Linked DNA regions of Athene noctua: region 1 is linked to region 2. A link is a contact called in public Hi-C data. All regions are on one chromosome and are shown on one strand. Each heading gives the region's core, a stretch centred on a gene start, on an enhancer-like site or on the middle of the called end of the contact. The rest is flanking DNA. Distances are from core to core; before and after follow the strand shown. Region 1 holds the start of YES1 (YES proto-oncogene 1, Src family tyrosine kinase). Region 2 holds the start of THOC1 (THO complex subunit 1).

Region 1 (6,958 bases), core at 807-3,306, 290 kb before region 2:
TTCAGAAACCCACCTAAACTTTCCTTATATTCATCCTAAGGAGAGAAAGCAATGGGAGAGGTGTGATGGACTGAGAATCCCAACAATACTTTTGGTGCCACACAGGCACATCCAGGTGCTGGGAGCAAGGACAGCTACACAATCCCATCCATCAACCCCACGCCTGAAACCTGTAAGTCAATTTACAGTGACAGCGGGAGCCAATATGCCTCTAACTATAAAGCTTCAGTCCGATGCTGAAAAATTTAAGAAAAATTATTAACTTCGAAGCATAATGAAGATGATGATATTCGTAGGGCTCATTTTTTCAGATAGTGAAGTTTTACCATTGCGCTGTAAAATTAACCACACAGCAATGCTTGCCTGTGTATAAAAAAACATAACACTTGATACTGGAAGTCAAACCTTGCTCTCACTCAAGACTACCGTAAACTCAGCCAGTGCCATGAAGCTGTGGCAGTTCCAGAGCTCCAACCAGCCTGAAAACACTCCTCCTCAGTTAAGTAATTCATTGCCCAGGTCAATTTATAAGATTTGCTGTTGATTTCTAAATTAAAAATCCATTCTGTATAATGTGATTTAGGCTCCTGGCAGAACAGGAACATGATAAACTGCACCACTCTAACGGGATTGCATGAGTATGATTTATGGTAAGTAGTCTCCAAATCTAAAACACTTTTGCTTTTTTGTATTTTGTTAACTGCTTAGTGTATTTATGGTCCTGTAAAAGCAAATGCATGTATTTGCTTTATCTTAAATTAAAAAAGAAAAATGGCCTTACTCCACAGCATTGCCTGGAAGATAAATTAGGACATCCCGTTTCAATATTTTTTTTTTAAGATTAAAAAATTATTATATTAGATTATCATTAACGATCAATACAATTACTTTTTTATAGTCTGCCTTTGAACCACATAAAGAGGCAAGAGACATAAATGCTATTCCGGTGCCAAATTTGACTATTAGAGAGCTGAAAACAATAAAAGACAATGCTGAAAGAGAACTGCCCATTCCTTAGGGGCCTTTTTAAATTTTCTTTTGGCTTCTTCCTGCAGTCTGCAGTTCTGAAAGCTAGCGGCATTTCCACAACCTTTCTCCGTGAAGCCCACCTGGACACAAATTCTGTTTCTTATTTTTCTGAAAATGCGAAACGCTGACTTCTAGAAATTGCTAAGTGGGAAACCACCCATAACATAAAATACCAGGGAGTTACTGGTGCGTTATCTATAGGCTTGTTCTTTGTTTGCTCAGTGTTCGGGCGACAGGTTTATCGCAGCGCAGCGGTGCAGCACCGGGCTTTCCCAAGCCGCAAGCGCTATTCCACGCCTGTCGCGACAGCTCCTCAGCCCCCGGCGCTACCCGCGCTTCACCAGGACCGTTTCGCATCGGTTTGACTCAAAGAAATGCAATCTACCAAGCCTAAGCCACGGCCCACCTGGAAATGCCGGGTTGAGGAGTTTAAAAGTTATTTTTGTTCGCCTTTCCCACACCACGCCGAAGGGCTCCGCTGCCGAAATCTTTCAGGTTCAGCTTCTGCGGCGAGAGAGGCTCACCGCGCTCACCCGCCCGACACGGCGGGAAGCGGGGAAGCAGCCCAGCGGCTCGGCCGCCCCCCGCCATTTACCCCGCCAAAGGTCCCACCGCCCAGCCCCGGGAGACAAGGACGGGGGCAGGCGGCTGCCCTCGGCCCACGCCTCGCCCCCGAAGCCGCAGGGCAGCACAGGGCAGAGCAGCGCAGGGCAGGGCAAGCCCCGGCTCCCTCCCCGCCGCCGTTGGGGGAGCGGACGCCCGCCGCTCCGCCACCATGTTGGCTCCGTGCGCAGCGGCGCGGAGGAGGAGGAGGGGGCAGCCGCCAGCCCGGCTCCGCGGGGGCCGCCCGGCTCCTCCCCGCAGCCTCCGAGTCGGGCGTGGGGCCGCTGCCCCGGCCGGGAGGCGCGGCAAGCCGGAGCCGGGCCCGGGGCGCATGGGGCGGCAGCGGGGGCGGGGGCAGCTGCGCGGCGGAGGAGGGGCCGCGGTGCCCGCCGGAGAGCCCGGCCGTAGGGGCGGGGAGTCTCCTCCTCCTCCCGCAGCGAGGCTCCGGCTCCCCGCACGCACCGGAGCGCCGGGCTCCCTCCTCCTGCTCCTCGTCCCTCCTCCCTTCCCCTCCTCCCCCCCTTCCCTCCCCGGGTCGCCGCGGCTCCGGGAGGAGCGGGGGGGGCCCCGCTTCCTTCCCTCCCCCCCTCCTTCTCCCACCCGCCACGCCGCGGAGAGGCAGGTGAGGACCCGGCCGCGTCCCCGCTCCCCCGCCCCGCGGGAGAGGCGGCCGCGATGGCGGCGGCGCCCGCCGAGGCGCTAGGCCCCGGCCGCCCGCCCCCGGCTTCTCCCCGCCGGGCGGCCCCGCCGCCGCGCCCCGGGGGAGGGGGGGACGGGGAAGGGAGGGGGCGTCCCCCCCCCCCGGCCCCTTTCTCCACAGAAAGTTTCTGAGCAACTTTCCCCTGGGCCCGAGCCCCCGCCCGCGGGGCCAGGGGTCGGGGGGAGCCGCGGCCGCCCGGGGCTGGGCCGGGCTGGCTGCGGGGGGCGGGCGGATGGAAGTAAGTTTGTGAGGGGAGGCCCCCGCCGCCGGACTCCCGCCGCGGCCCCTTCCCGCCCGGCTGCCGCGATCGCGGGCGGTCGCTCGTTCCCCGCCCGGGCCGGTGAGCGGAGTGAGCCGGTCCCGGCTCAGCGCCCGGGCGCAGACAGCCGAGCGCCGGCACCGCCGGCCGCGGTCGCAGGATGTAAAAGGGGAAAATCCAGGAAATTGCGAGTCGCCCGTAGCTTGGCCTGCGTGGAATTATTTTCTTTTTTTTTTTTTTTTTTCTCTCCTCGCTGTTCCGGTTTGTATCCCTGCGCCGAGCAGGAACGCGCCTGCTTTAAATTTCTGAGTCATTAATTTAAATGTTTGATCGTCACACTTCATCAAGCCTCGTAGCCTTCCCCACGCGTTAAACCAAATGTATCGGGACACACGGAGGCCCCAATCCCTGCGGAGGCTGCGCGTAACTTTCCGCGCTGTGCGGACCCGCAGGCGTGCTGCGCGGGAAGTTGCGCGCACATCCCTGGGGCCGAGGGCCGGCGTGGCGGCTTCTCCATTGTACAATACTGCAAACGGTCGGGTTTATCGCATTCACTTCGGAACGGTCTGTTCCCCGTGTCTGCTACGCGTGTGGGTACGGGCCGCTTTGCGCTGGGAAAACTAGGATAGAAATATTTCCGAACCTCAGGTTGTTTAAGAAAGCGTGTTCAGATGTACCCGCTGGATTTAACCCAAAGCGGAGGCTGCTCGTTCATTAAAAAGTAGACGTTTGGATTTCTTTAAACTGGCCGAATGATCCAAAACCAGTTTAAAACTTATGGTGTGTTGCCAAGGAAGGTGTATTGTATTTCTCTCAATAACTCATAGATGGCTGAATGAAGTTTCAGGAAAATTGTGCAAGCAAAATTGACCTTTAGTCGGGGAAGCAAAATACAAAAGTTTACCTTAGCGTCTTTTTCTTTCATTTTTGGAAAGTAAGCCCGTGAAGAAGATGGGTTTCTGATAAAATTGCCTTGTCAGTTACACTTGTGGTATCTCTGTCAGTAGGTAGTACAGCTTTGCCCTAACGCTATGTTTTTGCAGGCTTCGTGCATATAAAAATTGCAATTTCACTCATGTTTCTGATACATGGCTTTAAATTTAGCTGCACAAGGTTCCCGCTAAACATGGAGCGGAGATTATTGGTGTGTTTTTCACAGGCCGGGTGCCGGGGTTAATTTTGGGACGAGGTAGCATCTGTGAGGGGAACAGAAAGAGAGCTGTGCTGAATTTCAGAGAAAAAGACCCAGCCATACCAGGAGTGTAGTTGGTATGTGATTGCCAGTAATTATTCCACAGGTTTTGTTAGCTTTATTTCCTCGGGAGGTGCAGCTCAAATGAAACTGCAGTATGTGTGTGCCATCAGTCCCTCTAATAACTCTTCTGGCTGTTAGCCAATTTCAAACAAAGTTGGCAGCAGAGGTCTCCCGGATGAGCAATTTCTATAAAATTTGTGAAAGTAAGGAAGCCAGGTAGAAGAAAGCTCTTAACCTGCACACAGGAGAGTTTATGTCAACACATCTCAAGCTGGAAATTGATGCAGGAAATGGGCCTCCCTGGTTTTGCTGCTCACAGAGCTACTGGTCCAGTTTTCAATAGCTTTTTAATATCTGGACCCCAGAACCGGTCTTTGTAACATGAAGAACTTCATTCAGAATGGGAGTAGTGAGCCCAAGGTAGATTTAATCTGCGTTTTGTGTTATAAAGAGAGATTTTCAAGGGAATATTTATTACCTAACAATAGTTCTTTGGCTATGAAACAAATAGACGGAACTGAAAGTACATTTAAATTGCTACATTATTTGAAATAACTAGAAAAATAATTTAATATATCTTTGGTGTTTTGTGTACATTTCTTTTTCCCAGACTTCTCTACAGACAGAATTACTGAAAAACTGCAGTTCACAATTTTTAGCTTTTATAATCAATATTCACGTAGCAGGGCAGAGAACCACACTTCTGCACTAGCGGAATATTCTTTATATTGAGCTTTGCATACTTCCTGCAGCTTGTGAAGGATGAAATTGGCACTCTCTTTGCTCTGATAAAGGAAGGCCGTCATGTGACAGTGATGTGAAAGTCTGCCGTTTGGCACACGTCAGTTTACGTGGTCAAAGTTTACTTTATGAACAATGTAACTGTATGGGTTTACTTTTCTATATGTGCTATCTGCGGACAAAAGCTGTATATTTTCAATAGATAATTCCTTATGTTCAAACCGTTCGTTAAAAGAAACACATTATTGCATCTGTATTCCCTTCTTCGATCCAGCTGTTTTGCCTTGAACTTTGATGGCAATTTGAGTAAGCTACCTTGATGTTAGTCTAAAAATTGGTGTCAGCATTAACACAAGGACTACTTTAGGAATGCGTCCTTATTCTGCTGCGTCACATCAAGCAGCCTTTTTCAGATAGGACACCTTCTGTGCATATATACACAGTCTGGTTTCTGTGAAGCCCTCGTCAAAGTTTTCAGGCTTCTAGTACTGGAAGTCCTCTGCTAGTTGATGGAACAGATTGATTACTGAGGGAGAAATGTACTTTCTCAAACTACTGGAACAGAATGGTTTAGTTTTTGTCCCAGAGAAGCCACCTCCAAATACAAGTAGATAGTTCATTTTCAGCATTTATCTCATTTTCGTTCTCCTTGAGAATGCCAGTAGGGTGCTGTTTTATAGTGATGGATTTTATGATGTGGCAGCCACTAATTTTTTCTTTTTTTTTTAATACAAACTGCTTTACGGTTGCCATATGGTAACTTCTTTCAATAACTACAGTCCCCGTCTGCATTCAAACCAATGACTTAGAGCTGTAGAGTTCCAGATTGTATTATCAATTGCCAGGTTTTGAAGGCAAACCTGGACAAATTCCCATGTGTATGCTGAATTTAGTAGGGAAAAAGTCATAGTGAAAAGATGCTATCAACTAACTGTAGGACAGGTTTAATTTTAGGTTTTAGGAGGTCATTACTGCATTTTCCACCTATGTGAGTTTATTCTTAATGGTGCCAGTGCATCAAAGCAGAAACTGGCACCAAAGCAAGTTACTGAAACAAGTGGGACTGCACTCTTAGGTAAAGTTAACGTGCATGGCTGCTTGCAGGATCAGACATCAAGATGATAGTAACGTTAATGCTAGACATTAAATAAGTAAACATTACTACTTACGCATGAGTTTTGTTTCCTTTAGATTTGAACACATTATTTAAAAATGTAAAGGTTAACTGGAAATAGGATGGAAAATACTCCTTCCGTTGTCACTTTGGGTAGGCACCTGCACAGAGCATTGGGTTTCATGCCATGTCCCAAAAGTCATTGGGTTCAAAGTCACGCTCAGCTGAAATAAGCCACTGAGCTGAGGGTCTCCTGCAAGGGCTGCTAGCCCTGGCTTAGATCCGAGCCCCACAGCCCAGCGGGATACTGCTGCAGGGATCATTGGTAGAGCGGATCCAAGGCTGCATCGACTGTAGTGGCCGAGACTGGGGTGGTGTTTCGATTTTTCTTGACTGTAGCATTAGGTAATGTTACAGGCTATGGTTGGAGAGTGCCGAGGAGGTAATGACCACTAAAATGTCAGACTGGCATCATCTGTATTTCAGCTTCTTGAGTGCTCTAAGATGTTGCATAGGAAATCAGATAAATTTTTTAGCTAACTTGGCTGTATTTTATCTTTGTATTTTTGGAAGGCAAATGCTATTACAATAGTGTTGTGTGAGACTCTAATAAGTATTTATGTTGACTACATCTGTATCTTAAATGTTTACGTAAATTCTGAATTCTGATGGTGCTACTGAACTTCAGAAAAATTTGTCTTTCAGGTTGGTACTTCAGGGGGATGAAAAACTTCTGTGGCTTGAGATAGATGGTTATGTGGCTTTCTTCACACCAGAAGTCTATAGAGAAGTCTGGGAAAAATAAATGATTCTTCAGAAGTGTTGAGCCACCCCTTCAATCCAGATTTTAGGATCAGCTAGACCAGGCTTACAAAAGTGAATAACTTCATTTATTTCTGTTGACAGTGAAGTTGAGTAAACACACCCACATAAGTAAATCTTTGTAGATCAGGGCCTTTAACTTTGTTTCGGGGAAACTTTCAGGAGCATTCTGTGGCATTAATCAGACATTTAAACTCAGTCTTCTCATTGGAAGACTTTGGTTCAGTGCGGTTAAGTTCCTTTGTTTGCACATGCCCAAAGCACCTTCTGGTCTTGCAAAACTGAGACAGTAATAGTCTTTTATTTATGGTGTGAATGATGGAGCATAAATGCAGTCAGGTCTTGGGTATGTTTACCAGGACTGATGGCCCTGTAGCAAAAGAAGGGTTGGAGTGGTGGATGGAGTTCATGTTCAGTCCCGTTTCAAATGTTTGT
Region 2 (6,468 bases), core at 2,263-4,762:
ACGTATTTCCTACATGTTTTGCATAGTGTCATCCCTGAGCTGTCTTTATGCGTATCATCTAAAAAGGAAAAAATGTCACCTGAGGTAGGATTCACCTCACCTAAATTTAGTTGTCTAAATCAGATCATTTTGGTGAATGTAGAGAAACAGGCATTGACAGGGTCATATTCCCCCCCTGCCTTAAACCCAGGTGCTTTAAGCTGAGACTCATGCCTGGGAGATGAGCCGAACCCTCCCTCTCCACATGAAGCACAAAGGACAAGCTCAGCATAGACATCTACAGGGCAGAGAGATGAATCCCACCTTAACTCCTGTGGATGCGATTCAGGTCGTTAGTGCTGGTTTAGATGTGGAAGGGTGTCAAGGCCTCCAGTTGCTGCTTCAGAAGGATGCAGGTCTCATGCCTCACACTCTCATCTGTCAGCAATGTGTAGATGTCTCCCGTACCCAGGGATGTTTAACAGGTCACTGGGCACCTTTCTTTAGGTACCTGAACTCCTCCTTGTATTTCCAACTGTAAAGTAGAACAGGCTGGGGCTTAAAAAGCTATTTTCAATTTGAAAATTGGATAATTTGTGACAAACTTTTCCTCTACTATATATTGGGGGGAGGGGGGAATTTCCAAATAAATTCCAACTAAATGAGACAATGCTTTTCTTATTTAAAATTATGGGGGGGGGGGGGGGGGGGGGGAAGAGAAGGGAATTGAAGGGCAAGGAGAGGTTTTAAAAAACAACAAAACCAAATAAACCAAAGCCAAAAATGAAACGATAGCCATATATTTCAAATTTAAATCTATATAAAATTGTGCATGATTTTCTCAATTAAAAAAAAAAAAAAAGCAACACAGAAATATTTCCAGCAAAATTGCACTTTTCATAATATTCTATATTTTCTTGTAGCAACTACATATTTTTGGCTAGAGCTACAGTAACCTCTTCAGGTAGAAATAATATGGGACCTCAGTGGGATGTCACAATAATTCTGACAAGGTCAGAGTCTATGCATTAGGAGTCATCTCCAGCGGAACAGCATCTAAGTGTACTTCTCCCTTTGGTGGTAAGAAACCAGTGGTTCAGCTGCTTGGGGAATCACAACCCAAAGTGGCTAGAAAAGGATGGTCAAAGGGTGCTGAGAAAGAATACCACATGCTGATGTGGTTTAACCCCAGCTGGCAACTAAGCACCACACAGCCACTCATTCACTCCCTGACAGTGGGATGGGGGGGAAGACTCAGAAGAATAAAAGTGAGAAAATTCATGGGTTGAGATAAAGACAATTTAATAAGTAAAGCAAAAGCCACTCACGCAAGCAAAGCAAAACAAGGAATTCATTCACCACTTCCCATGGGCAGGCAGGTGTTCAGCCATCTCCAGGGAAGCAGGGCTCCATCACGCATAACGGTGACTTGGGAAAATAAACTTCATCACTCCTGACACCCCCCCCTTCCTTCTTCTTCCCCCAGCTTCATGTGCTGAGCATGACATCATATGGTATGGGATATCCCTTTGGTCGTTTGGGGTCAGCTGTCCCCTCCCAACTTCTTGTGCACCCCCAGCCTATTCGCTGGTGGGGTGGGGTGAGAAGCAGAAAAGGCCTTGACCCTGTGTAAGCATGGCTCAGCAATAAGGAAAACATCCCTGAATTATCCACACTGTTTCCAGAACAAATCCAAAACATAGCCCCCTCCTAGCTACTATATTGAAAATTAACTCTACCCCAGCCAAAACCAGCACACATGCGTTAAGAGATCTTCCCCTCACAGAGCCCCCAGGGTTTCTGGCAGTGCTCCTCGCCCAGTGAATTGGGACTGGCATGTCTCTACATACGAGGGGAAGAAGCCTACCTTCATCAAATAACATAGCTTTTTCTTCCAGGGGTTAAAGAAACCCACTCAGTGTTGCAACACAGATGTGCTGTGTGGAGGAATTTAGATTTAAGGGCAGTCACACACCCAGGAACACGGTGACAGTCTAAACAGACTTAGACCGGTTTGTTTAGTGCTAGTCACACACCTTGAGAGCCATTTATCACCAGAATGGGCTGGGCAGGATCAGCCAGCCATAGCTGGCTTTTTAGTGATGGTGATTGCTTAAGAAATTTCAACACTGGTAAGAAAAAAGGTGTGTGGGGGGGGTTGTGTTTGGTTTGGGACGTTTTCTTCCAGCAGGAAAAGAAGGTCAAATCCCTTTGCTTTGACAGCAAAAAGTAAAGCAGAAGTGGTGGGAGAAAACAGTATCTCCAGTCAGTTTCGTGGTGCCCTTGAGAGTCCTAGGAGAAGGCTGATGAAGAATATATTTGGTTTATGGCTGAACACCACACAGCAAGGGTTCCCAAATCATAGCTGCAAGCTTGGACATGAGAATGGAAGACAAGGCATCCCAAGCCTGGAAATGAACCGTCAAAGAGCCAAGTTTGGGAACCACCATTATTTAGGCTAGCTAGAAGAAGTGGTCTTTAAAGGAGCTGGGCCAGAAAAAATATGAATTCCACAATAAACATTTGTTTATTTTTGCAGGACATTTGCCAGTGAAGCAATGATTAAGCTTCCATTAAAAGAGACTCGGGAGGAGGTATCTGTAGGATATTGTTCAACCTGTGAACTGCTGGCGCTGAGGTGATTTTACTGACGATATGAAAATTCCTTATTATTCTTCCTTCAGTGATACTTTGAAGATGGTGGTAGATCGTGGCTTTGCAGTTGTTGAAGGTTGAACTTTTAGAACAATGTAGCAATATTATGCTGAGATCAAGAAAGAAAGTCAAAGGCATCCCTAATCAGAAGAAGAAGTAAATTGCCTTCTTTGAGCAAGGACATCCTGGAGCAATTAGATCTTGAAAAGGGTACATTGCCAACTTGGCAAGCAAGGTCCATGCATCCTTAGCTGAACTACTCTCATTGTAATACTAATAATTATGTCTATAGGTCCAGAAGACCCTTGCCCAGGTGAAGACCCTGCCCCTGAGCATGCATCGTAGTAGGACTATTGTGTCAGCAGTATTATAATTGCATGTAAATTACTAAGCAATCATCACAGAGAGGATGGACTTGGAGAATTACTAATTTCTTCAAGTTTTGTGTATGAATACAGCACGACAAGTCCCTCTGGTGTGTCTGATTCGTGGGAAGCCACCGAGCACCTGGGCTTGCACAACCCTAAAATAAATAAGCAGCGTCTCTCCTGGCTGTGTGATTATTGACCTAGTGCACATCGGGCGACGAACCCACTTTTCGGACAACACGGTGGCTAGAAGAACCCCCTCCGCATCCGTCACTCCGCCACACGTAAACCTTTTAAAGCCGTTTTCACTACGACAGCAGCCCACAACCAAACGCCGCGGCCTGACGCTGCCTCCCCCTCTCCCGCCTCCATCCACGGAGGCCGCCCCGCGCGCATGCGCCCCCGCGCGCGCTCCGGCGGGAGGAGAGAGCGAGGCTCCGGCGGGGGGCGGGGTGGAGGAGGCGTGGCCTAGCGGAGGAGGCGTGGCCTAGCGGGGAAGAGGCGTGGCCTATCGGGGAGGAGGCGTGGCCTCTCGGGACGTTGTCAGAGCCGTTGGGGGCAGAGCCGTTGTGGGAGCATGGCGTCATCGGCGCGCGCTGCGGAGCGTCGTTCCGTTGGAGCAATGTCGCCGCCGCTCTTCAGCCTGCCCGAGGCGCGGCTCCGCTTCACGGTGAGGCCGGGCACGAGCGCGGGCGGGCCGGCTTGGAGGCTCCTCTCCCTCGCTACCGCGCGGAGGGGGACGGGGCGGGAGGCAGGCTGCGCCTGCGCGCCGGGGTAGGGCTCTGCCTCAGCGGGCGCCGCCCGCCCCCTGCCCTTCCGCAGGCCCGGCCAGGGCTCCCCCTCCGGAGGGGCTCGGCCTCTCCTTTAGCGGGCGTTCAGGGCAGGCCACGTGAAGTTGGGCGACGGGGCTTCGTACAGGCTCGGTCTAGCTCGCCAAGGGGAGGCTCTGCTGTTCAGTTAACTAAAATTAACGTAAAATAAAAAATACGGTGTAACCGCCGCAACAAAACGACCGTAGCAACGCGCTTGTCTCTTTTGCGCCTCTCGCTTTTCCGTTGCTAGGGCAGGTGGCAGGTGGGGTTGGATGCGCACCCAGGCCTCTGGATCCCGGCCTCTTGCAGCCTCGTTTGTTGGGCAGGAGGATGGGATTTGCACAGAAGGAGTCGAGGCACAGAAACTTGCTCCATTAGGTGGATTTTGTTACAGGATGTAGTAATCTTTCCCACCATCTTCTTATCGGGTGTCATGTTCCAAATCACTTTAACCTGCCTGTGAGGCGGGGGCAGTTGTGGGGGGGTGACTTGAGACTGTTGTAGATACAGCATTGGTCACAACAGTGTATTCCTCCGTGTTTCGCTTAAAAATACTACTGCTGTCAGAGGAAGGAGGAGATCCTTCTGGTTTTGTACTGGTTTTCTGACTTCTCTTTCTTTACATTTTGGTAGACATCCACCAGAGAGGCTCTGAATAACAAAAGTATCAAGCCATTGTTGAACGCATTTAACCAGATTCCTGGGAGGTAGGTAAATGTTGCTTGGTTTTAAAAGGTGCCTATTCAGATAATTTTTAGTAATCTTGTCCTTAGTATTCGTTATTAACTGATGTGGAATGTTTGCATTTGCAGTGAAAATGAAAAGAAGTGTACCTTGGATCAAGCATTTAGAGTTATTGTAGAAGAAGAAATAGTAAGTACTTTAAACTGCTACAGTTTATCTCTTACTAAAACTCAAATTTCTATTTTTAAGTTAATATATTAATTTAACAGCAACTTACTTTAGTATAATACTGTTTATTAAAAGCATGAATTGTGTAGAAGTTACCTGATTAAGATCAAATATAGATGATAGATTGGTAGGTAGGACAGCATGGCAGTATTTTACAGATAGCACACTGTAGTGAAAGGTGTTGGTTTAGCCTTTTCCAGCATGTAATGCTTATGAAAATCTGCCACATCTTAAAAATTCTAGTTCATAAATATGCATTATTCTACAGTTATAAGAGTGGGGTGGAGTGGGTTATCTGGTACTAGCATATAACAAAGCTGCCTGTTGACTGAGAAGAATGATGAAAGGAATCGAATAATCTTTTTGTTGGTGTTACTTGAATTAATGCTGAATGTAGGATGTTAATTTTCAGGTGTAAATGACTGTCTATGCAGTAGGCATTACAGAGTCTTTAACGGCTGGAAGCAGTCAAGACATCTTGCACATTCAGTAAAGTCTTTCTATAGTTAACTAACAGGTCTGATTTAATAGATTGATTGAAGTTTTGGGAAGCTGAACATCCATATTTGTTTTAAACTTGCCTACTTGGAAACAAGAATTTTAGTTTTGTTAGACATACCTAAGTCAGAATAGAGAAGCTTAACACTGTTTTGTTTGTTTAGATAAACAAAGCTCCATGTGAAAATCTCCTGGCAATTATTTCTCTTGCTATTAATGGAGTTACAGAAGGTGAGCATCTTTCTTTCAAATCTCTTGGCAGTTTTAGGGACCATTCAGAGGAATTTTAAAATCTTGATTTTTTTTCTAAGTCATCTGCAGTAGTTAGCTTTGATAATATGTGGCCCTTATGCTAGTGGTTATTGTGTATTTCACAACAGGAATGAAGTATATTATAATTAATTGAAATCTTTTTTTATGTAATAGAGGAAGATGCGTGGTTTTGGTTGCAACATAAATAGCATTTTATATCTTTGTCTACCACTTTAAAACACTTCAAGTGTCCCATCATCATTTCCGAGAGGCGGAGAGGTTAAATGATTTGTAGGTTTTTCTGTCAGTTGATGGCAGAGCCAGAATTAACTTCTGAATATCTGTGCTCCTGTCCCAGTAGTGACCTGTCAGCACACACTGTCTTGTAGATACTTGAATCTGTTTCTGTAACTGTCTTGTGTGTCAGAAATCAGTGTGCTGATCTCCTGAGGAGGCTTTCATGCTCTTCCCTTTGTTTATTTATTCACATTACACATCAAATATTTGTATGTTTTAGTAAGTATAGGTCAACTACATATGTGTTTTATGAACTGTAGAATAACAAGACCTGTGATTGTGGAGGAACACAGGTACTACCAAACTACAGAGCGTGGGTGGACAGACTTGGAGCTCTGCTTTAGTGGTGCTTTACTTGAGGAAAACACTCTCGGACTTCATGGGTGTGTGTAGTATAATAACTGGGTTTGGAAGTCTGAGAGTTCACTTGCAGTCTGCAAGGAGACGGGATATTGTTTCAGACTTTGAGGGTTTTGGAACAGTTATTGCTTATTTGTTTTACATTGGCGCAGAGCTCTTGTAAAGCTCATCTGCATATGTGTACATATATAAATAGCTTTAATGGAAGTTAACATTTTAGCCCAAGCTTTTTGTCAGGATTTGTAGGAAACGAGAAATTTTTTTTTTTTTTTAACGTAATGTCCCTCAACTGCCATGCACCTTTATTGCATTTCAGTTCGAATTTGCTGAATAAA

What was found. A called contact is a pair of places that touch in the nucleus more often than the background predicts.
Region 1: a Hi-C map of heart shows a contact between it and region 2, with 3 times the contacts expected there. The contact joins the promoter of YES1 here to the promoter of THOC1 in region 2. A contact is called at or near these places in 2 of 2 Hi-C or Micro-C datasets (heart and liver).

What each region holds. Positions count from the first base shown.
Region 1 is chr2:53,161,243-53,168,200 of bAthNoc1.hap1.1, reverse strand. It overlaps YES1 (YES proto-oncogene 1, Src family tyrosine kinase), which reads left to right and starts at 2,056. Exons shown (of 12, transcript XM_074899122.1): 1 at 2,056-2,254.
Region 2 is chr2:52,877,880-52,884,347 of bAthNoc1.hap1.1, reverse strand. It overlaps THOC1 (THO complex subunit 1), which reads left to right and starts at 3,512. Exons shown (of 22, transcript XM_074897755.1): 1 at 3,512-3,672; 2 at 4,448-4,521; 3 at 4,627-4,687; 4 at 5,389-5,455. The coding sequence starts at 3,580.